3 separate regions of the Mus musculus genome follow, and all the other regions are linked to region 2. The links are chromatin contacts, called in public promoter capture Hi-C maps. All regions are on one chromosome and are shown on one strand. The core of a region is the stretch at or near the end of the contact, and the rest is flanking DNA. Distances in the headings are between cores, read along the strand shown.

The links. Promoter capture Hi-C pulls out the DNA fragments that hold promoters and counts their contacts.
Region 1: a contact with region 2 is called in a promoter capture Hi-C map of liver, with 2.0 times the contacts expected there. The contact joins the promoter of C8a here to the enhancer-like site in region 2. A contact is called at or near these places in 5 of 39 promoter capture datasets (the 3T3-L1 cell line, the HPC-7 cell line, liver and 1 more), 5 of 484 Hi-C or Micro-C datasets (all in liver), 1 of 115 datasets of contacts at active chromatin or transcription factors (liver) and 3 of 9 other capture datasets (adipose tissue, liver and pancreatic islet).
Region 3: a promoter capture Hi-C map of liver shows a contact between it and region 2, with 2.2 times the contacts expected there. The contact joins the promoter of C8b here to the enhancer-like site in region 2. A contact is called at or near these places in 3 of 39 promoter capture datasets (liver and macrophages), 6 of 484 Hi-C or Micro-C datasets (liver and nephron progenitors), 1 of 115 datasets of contacts at active chromatin or transcription factors (embryonic stem cells) and 1 of 9 other capture datasets (liver).

The regions. Positions count from the first base shown.
Region 1 is chr4:104,875,032-104,877,947 of GRCm38.p6, reverse strand. It overlaps C8a (complement component 8, alpha polypeptide), which reads left to right and starts at 1,550. Exons shown (of 11, transcript NM_146148.2): 1 at 1,550-1,668. The coding sequence starts at 1,592. It also overlaps a transcript of Fyb2 not described here.
Region 2 is chr4:104,822,545-104,825,465 of GRCm38.p6, reverse strand. The region is part of intron 9 of C8a (complement component 8, alpha polypeptide); the gene reads left to right. Among named protein-coding and RNA genes, the nearest start is that of C8a, 52 kb to the left of the region's middle. Within about 2 kb of position 1,610, at least 8 of the 459 cell types and tissues checked have an H3K27ac peak or open chromatin away from gene starts, as enhancers often do. A contact at or near this core is called in liver, where this site is marked.
Region 3 is chr4:104,765,011-104,767,786 of GRCm38.p6, reverse strand. It overlaps C8b (complement component 8, beta polypeptide), which reads right to left and starts at 1,470. Exons shown (of 12, transcript NM_133882.2): 1 at 1,301-1,470. The coding sequence starts at 1,389.

The DNA.
Region 1 (2,916 bases), core at 301-2,800, 53 kb before region 2:
CTCTATCCACTGGATGCCAATAGCATATCTCTACCCCATGGGACCATCATAAGCATCCTTGGGCATTGTCAAGTGGTCTTTGGAGGGTAATGTCACCCCTGCTGGAGAAGACAGTGCTGGGGGAGGTCTGTTCCCCATGAAGGAATCTATGGAAATGGTTGGGGACCCTGAGTTCCAGTCTCAGGGGACTCTGCATGTCTGAGATAGGAACTTTGTCATACATTGGATGTCAGGAGTTAGGAGAAAGGTGAGGTCCAGATACACTACCTTGAGCAGTTCAAGGGTGTCCAGATGTAACATCCCCATCCCTATATCTGCAGTCACAGCACAGAAAAGACCAACTTAGTTTCTTGTGGGAGAAGAAGACAAGAAAGTTTTCAAATGATGTATACGCAGGGGAAAACTGAGGCGAAGACGACCTAGGAATCAAAACTGGAGAGAAGTGGGAAGCAGAGAGACAGTCTTAGGACCCCTCCAGCTTTCAGAACAGGCGCTCACATCTGCCTACACCTCTGAGGAGAGGAAGGGAGCTGCTGCTTGATGGCTTTCTGAGGTTTCCACACACGAATCAGAATCTCAGGCGCCCAAGCTGGTCAGTGTGTCTCCCCATTGAGATCAGTAATGATGCAACCGGCTAATCCCACTAAGGCAAAGCTGCACCGCTCCAGGCATAGCCAGGCAGCTGTACACCCTTGAGCTAGTTAGCTCAGCACTGATCTGAGCTCTCACTTCATCCGTGGCAATATGGACTTAGTAATTTTCACGTGGCAGACTTCTTGATTGAAGATTAAATACAAAGAGACATACGAAGCACCTATCGCATAGAGTAGTATTTAACGACTCTTGGCTATTTACTCATCTATTTTCTGTCCATCTCTAGTTACTTGATTTACTTTATGTCTGCGGGAGTGGGGGATTATATCCAGGTATGGCATCTTCAGTGCAGATGTGTTGGCTATGATTGGCATTATAATTCCAGAGAGAGTTTCTGAAGATGTATATTTAAGACATCTGGTCCCCTTGAGACATAAATAGGCTGAATCTTAATGATACTCAGTGTTTGTATTGAAAGTAGAAAGTCCAGTGAGTCACATGCATTTCCAGGCTCCAGATGTTTGGAGAGCCATGGCAAAACCTTTATGTAACTGTCAGCATGCCTGTACCTTCCTGGATGCTTGCATCTGAACTTCTGTACCAAATGAGCCTTATGCCTTGCTACTCTCTTCAACAACAGACTCATTTGACTGTAGAAGCTCCAGGAGCCACTACAAGACACCAGGATGCCTGCAACAGCACCTGCATCTCTCTGAAAACAAAACTCTTCACTGAACTGATTTTAGTTAAACATCACCTTTCCTTAGCCATGTGGATAATTTTTTAAAAGGGCTAAAGGGCTTGGGGCCATTTTGAAGGCGTTTGGCTAATCAATACCTTGGTTACTAGTTAATCACATTGAATGGGAACTGGGGGACTTTTGACCATTTTAAACATCCGGTAGACAATTTGGGTCCCAGCCTGGATATATCTATGGCTTCTAAGGTAGGCTCTTCTCGTCTTTTACATAGACACTAGTTGGTGACTTCTGGATGAGATGTTTGTGGTTGCTTTCTTTGGCTTGTCTTTGGTGGCATGGCACCCTGGGGTAACTGCACAAGAGAAGGTGAACCAGTAAGTGGGCTTTGGATCCTTACAAAACTGAGGTCTTCTGCTGGGGAATCTAAGACATGGTGATGTTGGCAGTGGGCTGTGGTGGCATGGAAGAGAATCTCTTTTCATATTGTTACTAATCCAGCGGAGGAGTGGAGCAGAGGAGAAGCCAGTTAGTAATAACGAGATCAGCCAGCTATCAATTTCCACTCAGCAGTGGGGTAACGCAGACCACAGTGTTTAATCTCTCTGATTTCCCAGTTTTCCTGCCTGTAGATGGAGCCTCATAGCACCTCTTCTATAACAGAAGATGCAGATGTAATACAATCCTGGATTTCAAATGTCCTCTGTATATAGTAGGCATTTAATAAGTCGAATTTTTCTCAAGCAATGTGAGACAGTTAAGAGAAAATGGTAAAAAAGAAATCCCACTTACACTGGTTGGGGGGATATATTTAGGTAATATATGTAAATATTTTTGTGGGTAAGAGCAAGACATTGTAGAGAGACGTGGCCACATCATTCTAAACCTTTGTTTTGAGGAGACAGCAGAGGCAACATTCTCCTGTGTCTTGCATTTTTGGCTCTTCTATTTTCCTGAGATTTCCAACCTGCCTTCAGATATTTATATTTCATTGTTGAATATTTTATTGTACTTAAGCAGAACCTTTATCTAACCTTTGGGACTTTATTTTAAGCATTCTCTGCCTTTCAAACATTGGAGGCTTAAAATAAAGTTATTTTAGTCAAATTCTTATTCGTTGATTTAATTTTGAATCATTAGTGCTCAAATCAGTGGTTCTCAACCTGTGGGTCCTGACCCCTTTGTAAGGGTTAAATGACCCTTTCACAGGGGATGCATATTAGATATCCTGCATGTCAGAGATTAACCTTATGATTTATAACTGTAGCAAAATTACAATTACGAAGTAGAAACAATTTTTTTTTCAGTGGGGGTCACCACAATGTAAGGAACTGTCTTAAAGGGGCACAGCGCTAGGAAGGTTGAGAACCACTGGATTAAATACCACAGTAAGAGAGAGTCCCTTTAAGTAACAGTTCAGAAGGGGAGACGTGTTTTATAAGCAGATAATCTGTAGCTTGTATTTAAAACAAATACAGTTTTAGAACATCATAAAATCCATCGCTAATAATAATTAGAAGACCCAGGCAAGAGGTCGGTGGTGAAGAAAATCTCAGCTGAGATACTCTCAATTATAAAAGCTTATCATCGTAATCCTTTCTGAAAACGAACAGGGTCTTGATGTT
Region 2 (2,921 bases), core at 361-2,860:
GTCAGTGGAATTTATAGGATCCTCTGACATGACATGTCAACAAAGTTGAAAAAGAAACTGGCTTTGTTCCTAACCTCACAAACTGGATTATTCTAGCTGCCAAGCTACGTTTGTTAATATACAGGATAGTCCTTTTAAAAACAGCTGTTTGTTTGAAACTTTTAAGAAAAATATTATTGCTCTCCTAACTATTGTCACCATATTTGTGCCCATTTTTACATGTATGTAAGCATAGAGATACTATCTATTTAAACCAGTAGATATTTCTAAAACACCTAAACCTGAAACTCTATTTTAACACACTGCTTTCTACTAAGAAAAAAAGGTCAGGTGGATTAACCTTGATTTTATTTCTTCTCCAGTAAGTAAGGGACCACTTTCACGCACCTGTAATTCACACAGGGTCTGAAAATTGCTATCATTCAAGCTATTAGTGATTTGGGCAAAAACTATAAAATTGGTATTAGGAGAATACACACACACACACACACACACACACACAGACAGACACACGTGCTTTCATAGTTAAGATGGGAACTTTGTGTTTGTTTTGATCAACAGTACCAAGGGGAAGGTGGGGTCAAAGTTTGAAGACCGAAACTCTTTGGAACAACAAGCTTGGGGCTGGGACGGCAAGAAAGGGGAGGAGTTTGGATCTCGGTTCATTCACCCTTCTGGGTGAAACCTGGGCCAGTTTCTTCACTTTCAGCCCGGGTATGTAACATAACAAAGAGTGATAGGTTATAAAATTAGAGAGGGTATATGCAGGAAATCTTAGATGCAGAGACAAATCCACACTACTAAGGGACCAGCATAGAAGCCTGTCGAAAGCAAAAGACAGCTATGTCCCATGAACTCCTTAACATCCTTATTGCTTCACAACCCTCACCTCTCTCTGAGAAGTGTATCGCTCTGAGGAATCAATACACTGAATCATGAAGCTAGTTTTATGCTTTGAGAGAGAGAGAGAGAGAGAGAGAGAGAGAGAGAGAGAGAGAGAGAGAGAGAGAAAGCATGCCAGTTAAAATAATTTAACATCCAAAGTAGAAATGATGTCAGCATCATTATTTATAGCAGGTACTTAGATTAAGCGAATCCATGGGTCATATTGTTTTATTTTGTTTTATATGCTTTGTGTTAAGTATGTGTTAGTTATACATACATATACAAGCTGCTTCAGTCCTTGCCTGACTCTGTTTACTTAGCTATAAAATGGAATAAGATCACTGATAGTAAGTTTTAAGCTCTAAAATTCTAAGATCCTATTTTCTCTATCCTTCTGTCTTCCTAAAAGCAGCCAGCCCTCCTCAGAAGCATTTCCTGAGGGTCATGAGGGCAGGGGAGAGACTTGAGTTGAGCCTGCTTCAAGGTTAAGGGGAAGCTGCCCTGTGGGGCTGGCCTTGCCTGGAAATAAGAGTCTTCTTTAACCAGGACCCTGGCAGCCCAATTCCATACTCATGTCCTAACAATGGGCCCAATTTCCTGACCTTCCAGTAAGTGATGTCATTTGACCTCGGCTCCAGCCAATGCTTGCCTGCCATGTCTGAAGGCCTCTAAAATGACTTCAGACCACTGACCAAGGTCTATTTGCTGAGTCTTTCTGTCCACATTACCAGGATAACCTGTCAAAGATCTATGAATTGCCTGCCCTTGACTTCTGACTGACTCACGGTGGCTCTATCAGACTTAGGCAAATTGTCCTTTGGACCCTCAGGTTCCTGGCCTGTAAAATGAGAGCCCTGTTGAAAATGTTCACTGTATGATTTTCTTCAAATGCAGAGCGTTGTAAAGGTGCTATAGATAACAGGAAGTAATTCGACTAGAAGAGCACAGCCTCCCTTCCCCTTCCCCCTCCCCTCTGTGTGTGTGTGTGTGTGTGTGTGTGTGTGTGTGTGTGTGTGTGTGTTACAGTCATCCCTGAAAATGTGTTTGGAGGTCAGAGGTCACTGCCAAGTATTTTTCCTCTTATTTTTTTGAGGTAGGGTCTATCACAGAAGCTGGATCTTTGTGATGACTGGCCAGCCAAGTCCCCAGGATAACCTTGTCTCTGTCTCCCACTGCTGAGGTTACAGGAGCTGGCTGCTGTGGCTGGCTCTCTGCATGGGTGTTAGGGATTCAAACCTGGGTCTTCGTGCTTACTCAGCAAACACTTTACCCACTCAGTCATCTTCCCAGCATCCTTCCCCGTTTTTGCTAATAGCCTTTCTAATGAGAATGGTGGTGTATAGTATTCTGTCTTTTACACTGTAACCTTACACTCACTTTGGGTCCTGAGGGTTCTAGTGTAGGTACCATTCCCTGGCTTAGAGGGAAAGCTGAGTCTCTCAGCTACACAGCGAGGCAGAAAGCCACACTCACTTCACTTTTTTTCTAAGCCATGAGGCTTTGCCACGTGTCATCTCCCAAGGTCCTCACAGTAAAAGCAGAAGGTGGGGTGTTGGTTTCCATTTTCAGGTGAAGAAGGGAGGTGCATAGGTCCCATGACAAAGACCCCACAGCTGAAAGCAAGAGAATGATGGTCCTCTTTCTACTATTCCTACTGCTTCTCAGCCTAAGGTAGTTTTACCCCAGGGCGTTTATTAGCAATGGCATGGGACAGGTTTGGTTTTCAGCACAAGGGGGTCGCTGGCATCTAGTGTACAGCATCCACTGCCACCGTTACACAGCCCGTCACACACACTGCACCATTGATTTCAGTCAACAGTGAGCAGGCTGGGGAACCCTGGTTACATCACATGGAAATGACCCTCTCCACCCACACCTTTAAGGGAACTGCTTCCAAAGACAAATGAACTCCCTTAGTCAGTGTCTGTGTTAAAAAGGGTGACAGACAAAACCAGAAAACATGCCTGAATACATAGAACTAGACTTATTATATGCTTCTGGCTTCCTTGAGTTCTGCAGGGAACAAGTGAGTTGGC
Region 3 (2,776 bases), core at 221-2,720, 58 kb after region 2:
ATGGGAACAAGCTAGTCTCTCTCTCTCTCTCTCTTATAACTCCATGCCTTTGCATGTGCTGTTATCTCTGCCTAGTGCATCCTTCATCCTTTGCCAGGACTCCTGCTCAGGAGGACCAGCCACTCTTTCCCTCTCTCCCTTGATTGTTATTTGTCCCTGCACCAACTCTTACGAGTCTCTGTATTTGCCCCCCACATAGCCACGCTCCCTGAGAATATGAGTTTGGGCTTGTTCAGCTCTGTATCCTCTGAGGCAATCAAGGGACTTGTGGACAGGGGTATGATGCTGCTTCTGAGAGCGATGTCTGAGCCCTTCCCTCCAGGCACAATTCACTGGGTACTGCAGAGTCCTCTGTGCCCAGAAGGAAATGCATGGGAAGCATGTACAGACAGTCTCTTCACCAAGTCGAGGGTCTTGTTGGTTCTAAAGGAGAGTCTGTGGGTGGTAAAGACTCAGAATCCCGGTCCTGGGGAAGGTTCTCAAGGAGGCCGAATAGCATGGTGCAGAGCTCAGGACAGGAGGCGCGTGAACCCTGGTGCTGCTCACATGAATGAGAGGTTACTACCGGGGAGCAGTCTGAGCAGAGAGAACAGCTGTACCTCTTTCTTTCTACACAAGTGCTCACGAGCATCCAGGTACCTGAGTCCTTCCACATCTCACAGTGGGAACTGCTCTGGCACAAGGAAGGTCTCCAGATTGCTTTCTCTGCCACATCTGTCTTTGGAACTCAAGTTTGAACCCAGACTAAGGTTATTTTCTTTAGCTGCTTCACTTCTTGTGAATGAAAACTTTGATGAAATAAATCTTGATTTTTTTTTCCTCTTTGGGAACAAATATTTGTGAGAAAGGGGGAAGGGAAAAGAAAGGAAGAGAGAAAGTGGGAGTTTGAGAGACCCACTCACTCCCTCACCCTAGATATATTGGGCTGTTGAGCAGGTAGAGCAGCACAATGCCATTATTAAGATCATTCACATAAACGGGCTCATTTTCATATATAATAAACCTTCTTTTGCACAGAGAATCAGACCAAAGCTTTGTTCAGCTATAGAACTTGTATCCTACTCTTCACAGAGCGACAGAATATATTAAACCATGCCAGTTCTGTAACAGACACTCTTGTTGAAGCCAGGCACTTGGGTCCATGATAGTTCAGAAGGAATTGTTGATCTTATTTTGCCAGACACATGCAAATCACTTTCAGAGACGTTCCTCTGCCCACAGGCATGTGGCAGAGTTGGTCAGCATTATGTGGCTTTCTGCCACGTGACCGATCAGGGAATCATTTGTACCCACCACTTACCTGGAACCAGGGAAATGGAGACATCCCAGAGTAGCACAGAGGAGACACGACTTTGCCAGTGCCCTCCAAACCTGAGCCCCTATCTTCATATTTTCTGTGTAGCGGGAGATCCAGTGTGATTCGAGGATGGTTGAAATAGCCTGCTCGCTCTTGCTGCTCTCAGTTCTGTTGACATAGAGCAAACAGGTCAGCAAAGCAAACAGGCGCTTGTACCTGGAACCTCAGCTTTGCACAGCACGAATGTACTCACTTGTGATACCGCACACCTAGGACAGTGAGAACTGTGATTCCATGGAAGCAGCCTTACCTGAGTACTTCGGAAAGCCACATACCAATCCCCCCCTCTCCCCCAAATGCTCAGGGTTAGAGGGTTAATACAGGTAAAGTAGTGAGTGCAGGCACATGCTGGCTACACAGACTCATGTTCTGTTCTCAGTACAGGGGCTGCAAGGCCTGAAGACAGATGGGACTGTGGTGTCTAAGTCCTAGGTTTGTAGGAACTCTGAGAGGGTTCCAGAGCCCAGCTACCTGCCGTTGGGTTCTTTCTATATGCTTTCCCTAATTCTTTCTATGTAATTCTCAGCTGTGTAACCAGAACACATACTACCCTCTCTACAAAACAGATGACAACAGTGCCTGTCTCCCAGGGTTGTGCTGCAGGGGTCAGTGGAGGGGAGAGGGGGGATAGGAGATATATTCAAAATACACATGAACATGTCACAATGAAAGCCATTATTATCATGATTAGTATATGTTAATAAAACATAAAAACATCAGTAAATTTAACTCTTCAGAACACGTTGAACACTGCCAGCCAGGTACCGTGTATGCTCTGTATACAGCTGACATTCTCTGTTTCCTCTTGACCAAGTGTCTCAGAGCTGGAAGAATTAGGTGAGATACTAAATGTGCCAATGTCATGCAAGGAGATGTTGTAAAAACTGTAATTTTAAGAAAACATCCAAATATGTATTGGGGCATTGACACAACTTCTATGGTGTCTTATTTATGGGGCAATTAGGAAGTAACGTTTAGCAGGCATTGGTTCAGGCCAATCCAACATTTGTCTCTAATATTTGCTGGAGACTGTTGAGAGCCACAGGTAATATACCTAAGTAGCTAGCAGACTCATCACCTACCACTTTCCTCGCTTTCCAGGTTATAGAAACCCCGATTACTTCTCTAGGGCTGAGCACAGCCAAGGCAGGTATCATTTACCACCGTCACCCCACTATTTGTGCCTAGGCTAGGCATCCCCATCTATAGCTTTCTGTTGCTCAGGATGGCTCTGAGGTAACCTGCTATGCCTCCCCGTTCAGTCAACTTAAAGACCAGGTAGAAGTACTCTAGAAATAACATAATCTACTCAGCTACTTTCCTTAAAACATCTACAAATGCTTCTTATAGACCTGGGAGATGGCTTAGTATGTAATAACACACGTGCAAACAGGAAGACTAAGCTCAGACCTTCAGTAC